Regions from separate parts of the Arachis hypogaea genome. Here region 1 is linked to region 2. A link is a contact called in public Hi-C data. All regions are on one chromosome and are shown on one strand. Each heading gives the region's core, a stretch centred on a gene start, on an enhancer-like site or on the middle of the called end of the contact. The rest is flanking DNA. Distances are from core to core; before and after follow the strand shown. Region 1 holds the start of LOC112720265 (probable tetraacyldisaccharide 4'-kinase, mitochondrial). Region 2 holds the start of LOC112720257.

Evidence for each region. Hi-C and Micro-C count contacts between places; a contact is called where the count stands out from the background.
Region 1: a contact with region 2 is called in a Hi-C map of leaf, with 1.6 times the contacts expected there. The contact joins the promoter of LOC112720265 here to the promoter of LOC112720257 in region 2. A contact is called at or near these places in 2 of 8 Hi-C or Micro-C datasets (both in leaf).

Annotation. Positions count from the first base shown.
Region 1 is chr11:11,815,170-11,822,466 of arahy.Tifrunner.gnm2.J5K5, reverse strand. It overlaps LOC112720265 (probable tetraacyldisaccharide 4'-kinase, mitochondrial), which reads left to right and starts at 2,800. Exons shown (of 8, transcript XM_025771144.3): 1 at 2,800-2,997; 2 at 3,066-3,194; 3 at 4,451-4,684; 4 at 4,894-5,043; 5 at 5,179-5,388; 6 at 5,631-5,690; 7 at 5,890-5,970; 8 at 6,049-6,365. The coding sequence starts at 3,132. The coding sequence ends at 6,210.
Region 2 is chr11:11,685,997-11,692,521 of arahy.Tifrunner.gnm2.J5K5, reverse strand. LOC112720257 reads left to right here and starts at 3,923. Exons shown (of 2, transcript XR_011867268.1): 1 at 3,923-4,228; 2 at 6,261-6,525. It overlaps LOC112720259, which reads left to right. Exons shown (of 5, transcript XM_025771138.3): 2 at 1,344-1,701; 3 at 2,680-2,787; 4 at 2,966-3,030; 5 at 3,122-3,473. The coding sequence starts at 1,615. The coding sequence ends at 3,269.

The DNA of each region.
Region 1 (7,297 bases), core at 1,551-4,050, 130 kb before region 2:
CACTAGTCTAAACTAATCAAAGATCCAAATAAGGGGCATTTATTATTTTTCACTTAAGGGTAGTGATGTGCTAACTTTAAGAACAAAAAGGGGATTGAAATAGGCTCAAAGTTGGTTAACAAAGGAAGATAAAATGGTAGGCTATTTGGGACAAGTGAGCTTAATGAAAAGATGGCCTCAATCATATAAATGCATATATACATCAAGCAATGGACATAAAGAGTCAAACAAATCAAAGATTGCAATCATAAAAAGAGAATAACACACACAAGAATAAAAGTAGTGGTTATATGATGTAACCACACAATGAGGCTCAAAACTCACAAGGTTGTGTGTTCTTAGCTCAAAAACAAATTCCACAATATATTTCAAGCAAGTTTCAATCAAAAGTTCCAACTCAAATCAATTAGGATACCAATGCCCTATATAATGGAAAGTTTTCTTGAAAATTTTCATTAAATTAACTAAGCTTGTTATATGTATGCAAAGACATGCAATAAACTAAGAGAGAATGTAATTAAAGCTCTAAGATATATACAAACTAAGAAAAATACAACCAAAAATTCAAAAAGAATGTGCAAGTGTTAGGATTAGAGTATGACACCCAAGATTGCCGATCGGAGACGACCTCCCCACACTTAAGTTGCACCGTCCGGGGTGCAACTAAAGGTGAGCAACGGGGGGTATGGTGACTTCGGATTGCCACCTTCAACTGGTGGATCAATCGGCTGCTGCGCGCTCTTTCTCCCGCTTTTCTTGTTGTATATAGTGACTCATCCATGAGAAATAGAAGATAAGATAATAAGATGAGTGAATGCAAAAACAAGGAAGCAAAGAGTATTGGAATGAGGTGGTATTCACTAGAATGAGGTGAGTGAATAAGTTTGTGACATGAAGAAAACAAGTGTGTGAATTTTAAGCTGTACACGATTTAGAACACACACACACTAGCATGGATAACTAGGTCACAAGTATACAAAATAACATGCATTTCACTCATCCTAGTGTGCTTGAAATACTTTAAAAGAGACTTGTTGGTTAAGATAAACAAACAAGTAATAAAGAAGCATAAAAGTATTCAAGCAAGAATCGATGAATTGTGAATTGGATAATGAAGCAACACCTAATTGAGCTCGCGGACCATAAGGTGCCCTTCATAGTAAGGTACGGCCCTGAGCTCGCATATCGTTCTGGGACAACAACTCTGCAGTGCTTGTAGAAGCTTCAGCACCTTATTGTATGACTCCTCCCAGTCTCTGTATATCTGCGCAATTGTCTTTTGCTTCGCCATCCAGACCTTTCTATACGAGGGTTTGAGGTGATAGCTTTGTCAAACTGCACCATACAGGACAGGGATGCTGACGAATGGGTTGGACTGTATCAACGGCAGGATGACCTTGCATATGAGGCTGCTGTCCAACTGTCGATGGTCTTGGGACATGGTGGGTGCTAGACACGTATGCGCTCCACCAACTCTTCGGACCTCCCTAACAAAATAAAACACTCATGGTTGGAAACTACACTAGATATAGCAATCATAAATGAGTAAATACGCTACAATTAAACTTGACCTCACCAGTATCCGAGGTTCTGTCGGAGGGATACACGGAGACTCCAGGGACATTTAGTTGCAGCTTGGCGGTAATGCACATGGTACTTCAATTGGTTCGATTTGATCACTCGATACTCAACACTTCTGCAGATGCTGTAGTTCTTCACACCCTACATTACTGTATCTTTGCTTTTGAAACTGTGGCCGACATGAAACTCCACCTCACCGTCTAGGTTGTAATTGTCTTCTCCGGTGTTCGAAAAAGGAGATTTCTCATGTATCGCATTCAGATCCAATGCATGATAGTGACCTGGTACATCTGATAGTGCCAATCGGGTGTGGAGGGGAAGGGGGAGTCAACATATAGTGCATCGCTGCCTCGGCCGATGTCTCCGGTACAAACTCCTGCTCATCATCATCTTCAGACGAATCAATATCGTTGCTATCTGCAACATACTCTTTGTCAGAGTCTTCATCACCGACGTCCATGTCTTCCACTGGACTAGCAACATGAATCGATGGTGGTGCGAGAGGTGTGTATCCTGCACAAAGGTCGAGTGGGCGGATCCACTGCCACCAACATCACCAACCTCGGCGGAAACCTCCATCACTTGTTCCGTCATTATTCTCCCATAGATGTCAAGCATGAGTTGCACATGCTCGTCGCTTTGTTGTTGAAACAGGCAGAACCGAAAAACTTCCCAACCATCCGACCTCTTTTCTCCCTAAACCACCAAGGTTGCTCAATATCAGACTCTTCAACTCGAACAACGAACTTACTCGCCGAGTGCACAATACCAACGGATTATCACACTCAAATATCACCACATTGTCACTGTTCCTCATACGACAATTGGAATACACACAGACAACCACATATCTGCTACTATTGGATATTTTTACCTATTTTTGGGAAGAAAAATGGAGGAGAAGAAGTATAAAATGTATGTAGAGAATGACAAAAGTTGCACATCCTTTTATAGCTGTTGGAAGTTTGTATTACTGTATCTTATTTACTATGTAAATGTTATAATTTAACATGTATCTCGTTTATAGTGTAAACGAGATAAATTTGCATGTATCTCGTTTATACTGTAAAACGAGATATACACGTATCACGCATATTATCTTATTTCATTTACAGTAATCCTACGTATTTCTGTAATAATTTTTAAAATTATTTATTTGAGTAAATAAAATATTTTTTTAATTTATTTAAATAAAAAATCCGGTGGCCATTCCTTTCATTCCCCGTCCAAAAGAAGCAGGAATATGGAAAAAGTGAGGAGAGCAGTGAATGAGATAGCTTACGCTCGCAACCCTCGTAAGCTCTGTCGTCTTCACCGCTCTCTCATCCCTCTCCTTTCCATTGCCTCCTCTCTCTACAAACTCGCTCTCTCACTTCGCCACTCTCTCTACCGACACGGCTTCTTCCCAGTCCACCGGTAACCCTTCTTCTCCCTAACTTTGTTTCGAAAGGGCAGAGCTGTAATTTTGTGTTTTTGATTGTAAGATTAGTTTGCCAGTTGCTGTTGTTAGCGTTGGGAATTTGAGCTGGGGAGGAAATGGGAAGACGCCCATGGTTGAGTTTATAGCTCGCTGGTTGTGTCATTTTGGAATTTCACCTCTCATTCTTTCAAGGGTACTCTCTTCTCCTTCCTTGCTTGTCCATCTTTTTTAGTTTAGTTAATGGGCCTGAATTTTGCAATTTCCATACTTATATCATTATTGGCGAGATATCATAGGTGGTTTAGTTGTCATTGTTGGATAAATGATAATACTAGCATTTACACATATTCTTACAGGTTGCATCCCAGGTGTATTGCCAGAAAAATCCTGTAATAGAACATTAAAAGTATAGGATGTAGGCTAGCAATACCCTGCAGCAATGTGCATATGATTAATTATTAGGGTAAAGTATATTTTTTGTCGTTATGATTTCGAAAAGTTTTAAAAATATCTGTATCTGTTCTTTGAATAAATTTTAAATGAAATAAGTTTTAATTTTATTCAGCGTCAATCTGGTGATAAATTTGCAAAATGGCGGCAGATCAGTAAAGAAAGCCTTTTCTTTTATTAAATTTTTGGTGGTGAAAGTTAGTCAAAATAACTTTTTTCCTAATTACTCCTATGATAATCCCTTCTTAATCATCCTAATATTATCTCTCATCCGGTCCCTCCCTCATCATCTCCAGCACCCCACCTGCTTCATCAACATCAACATCATCATCTCCTCCTCAATATCACCATCACCCCTCCCTCACCCCGTTGCCACCCCACCCACTGTCACCTCCACCTGAATTTCGTCCCCAACCTCTCCCTCACTACACCTCACCACCACCACCACCAACAACAACAACAACAACAACAATCTCGAAAGCTCTCTTCCACTTGGTCTACTTCTTTTATACACTATCTAAGGCCAATAGCTGAACTGACTTCAATACACTTCCTTTTCTTTATACATAAATTTGAGAGTAAATATCTTGCCGACCGCTGACCATTTGCTCGAAAGACAGCTCTCCTTCACAATTCAAAAATTCCTAACTAGTTCCCAACCATCCAAATAATTAGTCTAAGCGGCTCTTGTTACTAGACTAAGTGGCCCCTATTATTGGACTAAGCGGTCCCTGAAATATCAGCAGTTCATGGTGTTATGCATTCATATCTTGTCTGATACATGATGTGTGTGTTACAAAGGAAAAAGTACACTTTTTATTTTTTGTGCAAATAGGATTATAATTTAATGATCAAATTTTAAGGCTTATCTCCTTTGGCATCATAACTGATGGAAGATATATTTGACCTTTCATGCCAAAATCCTAGCTGAAGCAATACTATTGTGTATTTTAATTTGTAACTTGCCTATCTGGTTTCATATGTTGCTTATTCTGGCAGGGTTATGCAGGTGGTGATGAAGTCAACATGCTTCGTAGGCATTTACTTTGGACACCAACTAAGTTTGGTGTTGGCGCAAATCGAGCTGCTGTTGCAAGTCAATTCATCCAAAGATATGGCTATGTTGATACCAGAGAGAGTTCATGGTATAGGAAACAGCAGCTGGGTCATGAGTTGAATGTTTCTGTTGATTCAGAAAATATTGGTGCTGTAGTTCTTGATGATGCAATGCAGGTAATGCCAACTATTGCACCCACCAAAGAACGATATAGAAAAGTAATTTCCTTTGCAACCTTTTTTTTGTTTATTGAGGTATGGTTTATGATTTAGTGTTAAGTATGATACTGGAAATACTGAGCCCTGCTTTTGGCTTGCTTAATTACCTATGTTCATTTTGTTTGACAAGAAGTTGCTGTAAATGTTATCTTCTGTATGTAAGGTAGCACTGGAGTTTGTGGCGTGATTTGGATATTGTAATGGTTAATGGATTGACTCTTTGGGGCAACCTTCAGCTTTTGCCACTTGGACCTTTGAGGGAACCCTTGACTGCACTTAAACGAGCAGATGCAGTTGTAATCCATCATGCAGACCTGGTATGCTAAAGCGATACCTTCTTCAAGGAAATAATTTGCAAATGTTTTTGTAAAGTTCCTTTTATCAGTTTGAATTTAGTCATTTGGTTGGTATATAGATTTGCTTACTGACAATGTACTTCGGGTGGTTCATAGGTGTCTGAGAATATTCTCAAGGATATTGAGTCAACAATCCGAGGAATCAAAGAGTCGATTCCACTTTTCTTCTCAAAAATGGATCCAACTTACTTATTTGAGGTGGGTAATACCAATGCCAATATACCGTTGACAGCTCTCCATAAAGCTACTATATTATGTGTTTCGGCTATTGGTTCCGCAGAATCTTTTGTGAAGAAAATTCAGAAGGTATTCCTCCTTAATAATCATTCCTCTTCTAAATAGCATAACTAAACATAAACATATCAATTGGCCAGTTGTATTTTCACTTGTTAAAACTTGTATGTTCCAGACATGATTAGTAACTCACACCAACCCCCTTTTATGCTGTGCTATCTAGCTATACTTTTACTTACCTTTTAAGTGGTTTTCGCTTCGAGGTCCCTGTTGTTATCTCTTTTTATCTCTAAAGTGAAAACTACTTGATGCAGATGGGTGCATGTTATGTTGATCGAGTAGATTTCAGTGATCATCATGCATTCCATGTCAAGGTACGTTATATATATCTCCTGAATTTCAAAGAAATATTTTTCTGACTGATTACATACTGTTATTTCAAGTCACCATTTAAACCACATTCTTTGCACCTGTGCTGCCAAGCCACGCCATTTAAATTTCCTCTTGTTTCTTAATTTTATTTAAAAAAAAAACATTTACTAGGATATTCTTTTTTTCCTCATACTAATCTAGGATATTGAGTTGATCAGAGCCAAGCTAAAAGAATTAGAGGGCAAGTTTGGTTCCAAGCCCATAGTTGTTATTACTGAAAAGGTATGCTCATATTTTTATGTATAGGTTTGTTTCTATATTCATAACCCCCTATTTTTAATTAAACTTTTGTCTTGGCAGGATTATGATAGGGACCCGGAGATTCTCAAACAGCTGTATCCATTTAAAACTTTTGTTGTGTGTTCTACATTGATGGTTATGTCCTATAAAGGAAGTACAGAGGATAGCTTTAAGAATTTTCTAAAGGACCACTTGAGATTAAAATTTCCTGCAGAAAATTAGTCTTAGGTTGTTGTAAGCTCTGCTTTTCATGCATGCATATGGTTAACTATCCCAGTATCATTTGATAGGCCCTCTCTTTTGCAGCCATGTTACTGGTCCCCGAAATTAGTACATTGATTATGAGTAATGTTAGTTCTACATAATATTTTTTGAAATGTTGACATTTTCATCCACCATTTGATGGGGGGTATGGGCTCCATACGAACCAAGGTTTTTTAAAGTGAAAGATTGGTAAAGCGAAAAATTAACTGATTAATCACTAACATTAAGATGATACGGTTCATATGTGATAGATTGAACATAGATCTTACGAATTCAATGATGATTAATTTCTTATTTTATATTTTTATTGCTTAACTACTCTCTTCACTTTAGAGTTGAGAGTTTTTTTCCTGCTCAATTCTACCATGGTCCATTAAATATCTAATAGTAGATTAGAGTATATGGGCATATGGTTTTTCACAAATATTCAAATAACATTATAGTAAAATTAGGAATCTTGTACCATTGCATGTAACACGTGTTTCTAATTGTGGGTTTGATACTTTGATTGAAATCTAGAAAATAAGTTGAAAAAGGCAAGCAAGCAAGTGTTTTTATAATACTTCAAAAAGAAAGAAAAAATGGACTTGCATTTTAAGTTTGGATGGTAATAATTTTATTTATGGGTGTGAGTAATTTTTTTTTTTGGTTTCCCACGGTATCCCCCAACCCGACAGGTCAAGGACTAATCCGTCGCGGTACTGAGCTCCATTTAAGGGTTTGCCGCTGGCCAATGGGTTGCTGCATGCACAAGGCGGGATTCGAACCCCCGACACTTGCTTAAGCGGACTAGTGAGCTAACCACTAGACCAACCCAACTTGGTTGGGTGTGAGTAATTTAAATTAATTGAAAAATGAGGTATAAAATTAAAATGTGTGTAATATGGACGTGTGACTCCTACAGGCTACAGCCTACAGGAAATGTCACTAACAAGGTAGCAAAGCATGATGGCGTTTTCGAAATAGATTCGGGAGGCAAAAGAAAAAGTGCTTCTTCGAGTTTTTGATGGGGAACTACCATGTATTCCTTTGGGCTTGATATCTC
Region 2 (6,525 bases), core at 2,674-5,173:
GACTCTGTTACTGGGTTACTGGTTGATAATAAATTGCATTGCCTGTGTTACGGATTCACTGCTCATTCTTGCTCTTCTATTCCCATAACTACAGTAGTTTATCACTTCGACAAAAAAAACTGTTTTTTAAATAGAAATTATTCTAGACAAGGAGAATGATCTTTTAAAGAGCAATAATCATGAGAAGCTGCTAAAGTGCTAACTATTGCATATGTGAGATAAGTTTCATTGTGGCATAAATATGGAGGTAATTTGGAGGACATAAATAACTTTTGTGAATTCTTATTTGATTTCTGAAGATATGTTGGAATTAATTCCAGTCTTTGATAATAAATCTATCTACGCTTATAAATACATAATAAGATGAATTATGGCATGATGCTGATCAATATCGATTATCTTGGTTTAATGTTGCTGAATCGAAATTATGTGTTGTTTTACTAAGATTTTGAGGATCACGCTCTAATAATTGACCTTGCATATTAGTAACTGAGCTTTTAATAGACAAGTGTAAGGTTAAGTTTTGTGATTTACATGTGCTTGGATTGTGGCTGTTTTGATGATTTATTGAGTAACACGATGAAGGAGCATTAAAATGTCAAGTTTAGCTCTGGGTTATTGTGAAATCCTTTTGCTTTTCCTGATTTGTTTTGAGTCTCCTCAAGTGAATACAATTTTACTGTGAGTCTGCAGGTTTGAGTCTCCTCTTGATTAGAAATTTGTGGTATGTTAGGTGGCAGGTTAGATTTAGGTGGCGATAGCTTTGAGCCTGCAGCTATGGAAGAATGAGGTTTCTAAACTTCTAGTTTGTGTTAAATGATGTGGATTGTTCAGCTGCTACTTCGAGGAACTTTCATTCTTTTTTTTTCGGTGACGAAACCTTCATTCTTTTTTTTGTTGCTTGGACAAATTTAAACCAGAGTTGGAAATGGTTTGATATGTTTTCGATGTAATTGCTTTATTGATTAATGTCATCAAAGCAAACATTTATAGGATGAAGAAAGGATTTTGGTTTCTCTTATAGCAAACTTTGAAAGCAAAACCTTCAGTTCATTAAAATATTTAAGTTTGTACTTTATCTAAAGATCTTAAGATATTTTAAAGTTTATATTAGACTATAATTATATTTTAGAGTGTTTATTTATAATTTATTTATTATTTTAATATAAAACGGTTTTTCCAGTTGAACCGGTTAAACTATTAAACTAGTAAACCAGTGACTAGAGTGGTTCGATAACCGGTCCGGTTTTCAGAACCTTGGTCCAGACTAGTTTTCCAAACCTTGATTCTAATATTTGCATCCCTTATCCTTCTAACTTTCTTGGCATCTCTCTTTATTGTAGAATCGTTTTGTTTCTTTTAGAGGTTCTCGTCCCAGAATCCTAAATTGCTGATTCCAATATTTATTGGACTGAAGAATCATCTTTCGACACAATCGTGATGCTGATATAGTGAGTAGTTTTGAATCTGTTGCTTTGGTCTGTATTGCGTTGTTTTGGAAAATTGTTGAGCACAGACATTGCAAAATCTTTCTACAAACAAACAAAGGATATAGCCTGACTTAGGGATAAAGGAAAAGAAAAAGAGAATTCGATCAAACCCCTTGCTTCCTTGATGGTCATGGCTGCGATTCGGAGTATCAACACAGTGGCAGAGGCTATGCCCCGACTCACCAGATTCTCTCTTCAAGCCCCAAAATTGGTTAGCACTTCTTCCCTTTTTTAGTCAAAAAGGAAAATTTTCAATTTTTATTTGTTATTTTTTTAATATTGTTTACTACATGATTGGGTTAGAATATGAAAGTTTGTTTCTTAGCTTGCCTTGAAAAAATGTACATTCCTTTTTTCCGAGAATAGGGTAAATTTGAATTTTTCTTATAAGTCGAAGTTTAGAAGGAAAATTTAGCCACAAATATAAGAAAATGTTACTTAATATTAGTAAAACATTCCTGTAATTTACTAATTTATTTGACTTATGCACCTTTAATTGAATCCCGAAGGAGAGAGACTATGGAATATTGACTGTTGTTTTGTTTGGGTTTTTCATGGCTTGAACACTTTTGGTGACCCAAATATATTAAAGGCCCATTTGATTCATGATATGAAGGCCTAAAAGAGAGAAAGAAATCTTTTTGCCATAGTGCACTATACACCATATCTGAAGTATTTGGTTGGAGTATAATTCACCATGGGATAGGATGAGTTGTTTGGCCTCTATTTGGTGTAAAAGTCATGAATTTTTTGAATGTGTTTCTTTCACAGACATGTTGAAAGATTAGAAAGGTACACGCTGTAAATACTGAATGGTATTCTTCTTATATATCATTTAGTATTTACAGAAAAGAAAAGAAAAGAAAAGAAAGAATGTTGTGTATCTAACTAGGGTATAACTGGGTTGAGTATTGTGCTATTTGGGTTTGAAAGGGTGTTTTAAGTTGTATCATCATTACGCAATTGGAAGCTGTAGAAAAGAAGGAAAGCATTATTGTTTTGTGTTAATTACACTGAACTCTCCTAATGTTAGCTGTTGTTACACTCTATACATGACTCGTAGTGGTTAAAGGCTTTGCTTCTGTTGTATCCTTACTTATCATATTGTTCTTGCATCTTGAAACATCTTTCTCTTGGAGAAATTATGCTTATTAACCCTCCTTATGCATGATTCCTGGACTGTTCTCAGGTGGAGGTGGAATTTGCCGATGGTCATGTATTCAAGTTGTCGGCTGAGTTTCTAAGAATAAACAGTCCTGCAGTTGATGGAAAAATCAGATCAATTGGAGGTGAAAAGGTACTTGCTTTCTGCAACTCAGAATGCTTTTTCAACTGCACCATTTGGAAACTATATCCTGAGTTTTAGTACACTTTGATAATTGAATCAATGAGATCTCTTGTCTGATTAATCTTCCTTGTTACTTCTTTTTCTGTTGTTTTGATTTGACTACATTCCAATTGATCCCTCGAACCAGGTAATATCTGGGAGACGGCACGTGGGAATCATGTCTGCAGAACCGGTAGGGAACTACGGGGTAAGGTACATCAAACTTAGACATTAGATCTAAATTTCAATATCTAAATCCTTCAAACTGGAATGTGATGCATAGTTGATGAATTGGATTGTTCAGGCTTAATTTTGATGACTTGCACAAAACCGGAATCTATTCGTGGGATTATTTCTATCACCTGGGAAGTAACAAGTTTACCCTCATGAGAAATTACATCGAAACACTGAAGAAATATGGGCTAAGCCGGGATCCACGCGGAAAAAAATGATGCAGGCATCCGCTTCTTGATTGGCCAAAACTGGTTTGAAATTGTGTCAGTTGACATCATGAAACTTGTGCTTGTCTTTGGATAGCTTCATCTGTTGAAATTGAAAAACTGAATTTTGTATGAGATGTGAAGAATAGTGTTTCAGTGAAGTATTCACTAATTATCAAAGGATGAAAGAAATAAAGGAGTGTCCTTCTTGACCCATTTCTTTTCTTCCATTTCAATTATTTGCTAGAGTCATCTGAACCCTGCCAAAATCCCTATAACGGTCATGTTTCTTATTCCGTATGAGTATTTCCGTAAAATTGTTGTTATAATCTGTGTCCAGAAAAAAAAAAACCAATTAAACCACCACACCAGAGTAATCATTACAAGAAGATGAAGGTGGAGATTTAATGAATTTTCAAATCCAAAAAGAATTCATGATAATTAATGCATTTTTTGTAGTGCCATAAAAGAAAAATAAGAGCAAATATTATTTGCTCATTAGAATATTTTCAATACTAGTTCTAATTTTAATTTTATTTTAGATTTCATAAGATGCTACATAAACATTTGTGGAATTATATGTTATAAATAATAATTTAAAATTAAAAATAAAATTTGTCTCATTTCTGGCCATGAAAGATGGAAGCGCCAACAATACTATGACTAATTTAACAGGGTTGTAACTATCAATATTTGTCTTAAAAATTAAAATTATAGGTGGAATTTACATATTTAACCTAAGAAGAGAAAGCTTTAAAACAAGTTAGGGGAAGAATGGTTTGGTGCGAAGAGAAGAGAGAGCTTCCCAACAATGGCGAATTCCATTCCAATCAATCCAACGGAGTTGTCGTTCATCGTTTGCGAGTCGGGTTTGTGCAGTCGTCGGAGGCCACTTGCGAGAAGGGAGAACAATCGCGGGGGAGCAAGAGCCACTGTTGGAGGAGACAACACTTGCAATTATGTAAGATAAGGTCTGAAATTTCATTCTCACTTGATTATGTAATTTGTTTGAGTGATTTTCTGCATGTTCTTCATCTATGCATGAAATCGGGGTTAGGATTTGCGTCGTTATTGTTCCTGTTCCCGTTGCTGTATAGTTTTTTTTTTTTTTTTTTTTCTATTTTTAGTTTGTGATTTGGTTGATGATCTATGTTATGTTTGAAGTAAGAAATTGTTACTGTTCTGATTTTAGAAAAAAAATTTGGGTCATAAAACTTGGGATCCCAACATCAATTGTTGCAACTAACAGCATTGTGGTACACTGGTACATTGTCAAAAAATGTAAAGTCGTTAACGGCATAAAGCACCTCCCATCGACCTTATTCTCATTCTTTCTCTTCACAATTGAATTTCTAGCGACAGTGAAACTCACATATGATGCAGGTGAGTTCGTCATTTAGCACCTTGACATTTTCTCTTCAAAATTATCTATGGTCCCTCTTTAATCTTCTATCCTTCTGCCTTCACAAATTGGGGCTTATGGTTTTATTTGGGTGAAGAAGATGAGAAGAAGAAAGAGTTCTTTTGAAGTGGGAATGAAGAGGGAGAGGATTTGTATGACATTGTTAACATCATCTGCCACGTTGGACACTTGAGAGTTACCTATGGATCATAATTAATGCCCTCTCTCACTGGTTTAACATGTGGTTAGAAATGTCAGAGGGAGATAGATGGTTACAAATTTTTATATTATTTTTAATTATTTTATTAATATATTTATACCAATAGCATCTTTTTTATTGATTTTCGATAAAAGTAATATTATATTTTTAAGGTGATACTAATTTTATTTTATTAATTAATTTTAATATAAATTTTAATTTTAAATAAATTTATTTTTTGACAATATCAAAAAAAAAAATTTAGAAAGTAAATATTTTTATTAAAATTTAACCACTTAACAAAAAAAAATGGATAATTTTATATAATTAAATAAAATTTTATACTATTAAAAATACTAATAATAATTACAAATTATAAAATTTATTATCTTTCTAATACTTTTCTATCAAAGTAAAAACACTCTTTTAAAAATGTTCTTGGTATCTATTTTCTTTAAGTTATATCTTTCTGTTGTTTCAGTCAATAACACGTGAACATATTCCTGTACACATCCATAAATGCACATTGCAATTGGAAGTTGGAAACGATTATTATTAATTTTTTTTAAATAAATATAACAATTACTAATACGTGCAAACAAAAATTTGGAAAATCATATTCCAGAGTAAATCGATTTAAAAGATGAAATTAATATAATCATCATTATATTATTCTATAATAAGTTATATGATAGTACAAAAAATACTGACATAATATATTCTGGTATTATGTATACATTTTTTTTAATTTATTTTAAAAAAATATATTTTTTTATAATTATATAAAAATGGTGAATACTATTTAACTCTCTCTAAATTAAAAGGTAAATTATTCCTTGCAATATATCTTTTATATTATTAATTGAAATAAAATTAATTGATTTGTCATAATTAATTTTAATTTTAATCTAACCTAAATTTTATTAATTTAATTAATTAATCATGATGTAATTTTTTTTAAAATTATAAAAATTATTAAAAAATTTAATTTTATCAAGCATTGTCTCACTTTCAAGCCAACTCTATTCTTCTCTTCTTGGACATCCACTTGAACTTCAAGTCTAGGTTCAATTTCTCATTGTTGTGTACAATCTTGCCAATATCTTCTCCTCAGACTTTTAAATCTTGCTTTCTCTTCATAGTTCTCCTGATGACGCTACAATTTCTGCAGCTCAGTTCCTACACCTTCTTATTTCATCTCTCTGCTCAATTGCTCCCATTGGTCTTCAGAATGTATTTTCTTTGGAACTCACCTCCACGCTTCTGGCCAAGGACAACCACAATGTCTTTGGCTTAATGCAGCTGGTTTCTGTTGATGATGGCCAGAGGTCTATTAGAGCTTATGGTATATACTCCTATGCCTCCTTTTTTTTAACCACGATTGTCTTTCTAATGCCTGCAGATTTGATTATGTGGATAGTAATCTACCGGATGGCAGTAATAATACTGACATTATTGTTAGGATGATTCATGATGTTCTTCAAGGCAGGGAGATCTATTTGAGCTATTTTTTTGTCAATGAAAACTATGCTAGCAGGTAGAAGAAATTGATGGAAGACTATGGCTTCACCTGTAATTGTGATCGGTGTAATGTCGAATCAAATTGGTCAGATAACGATGACATTATCGAAGAAGATAATGCAAAAGATATGGATGAGGAGGACAAA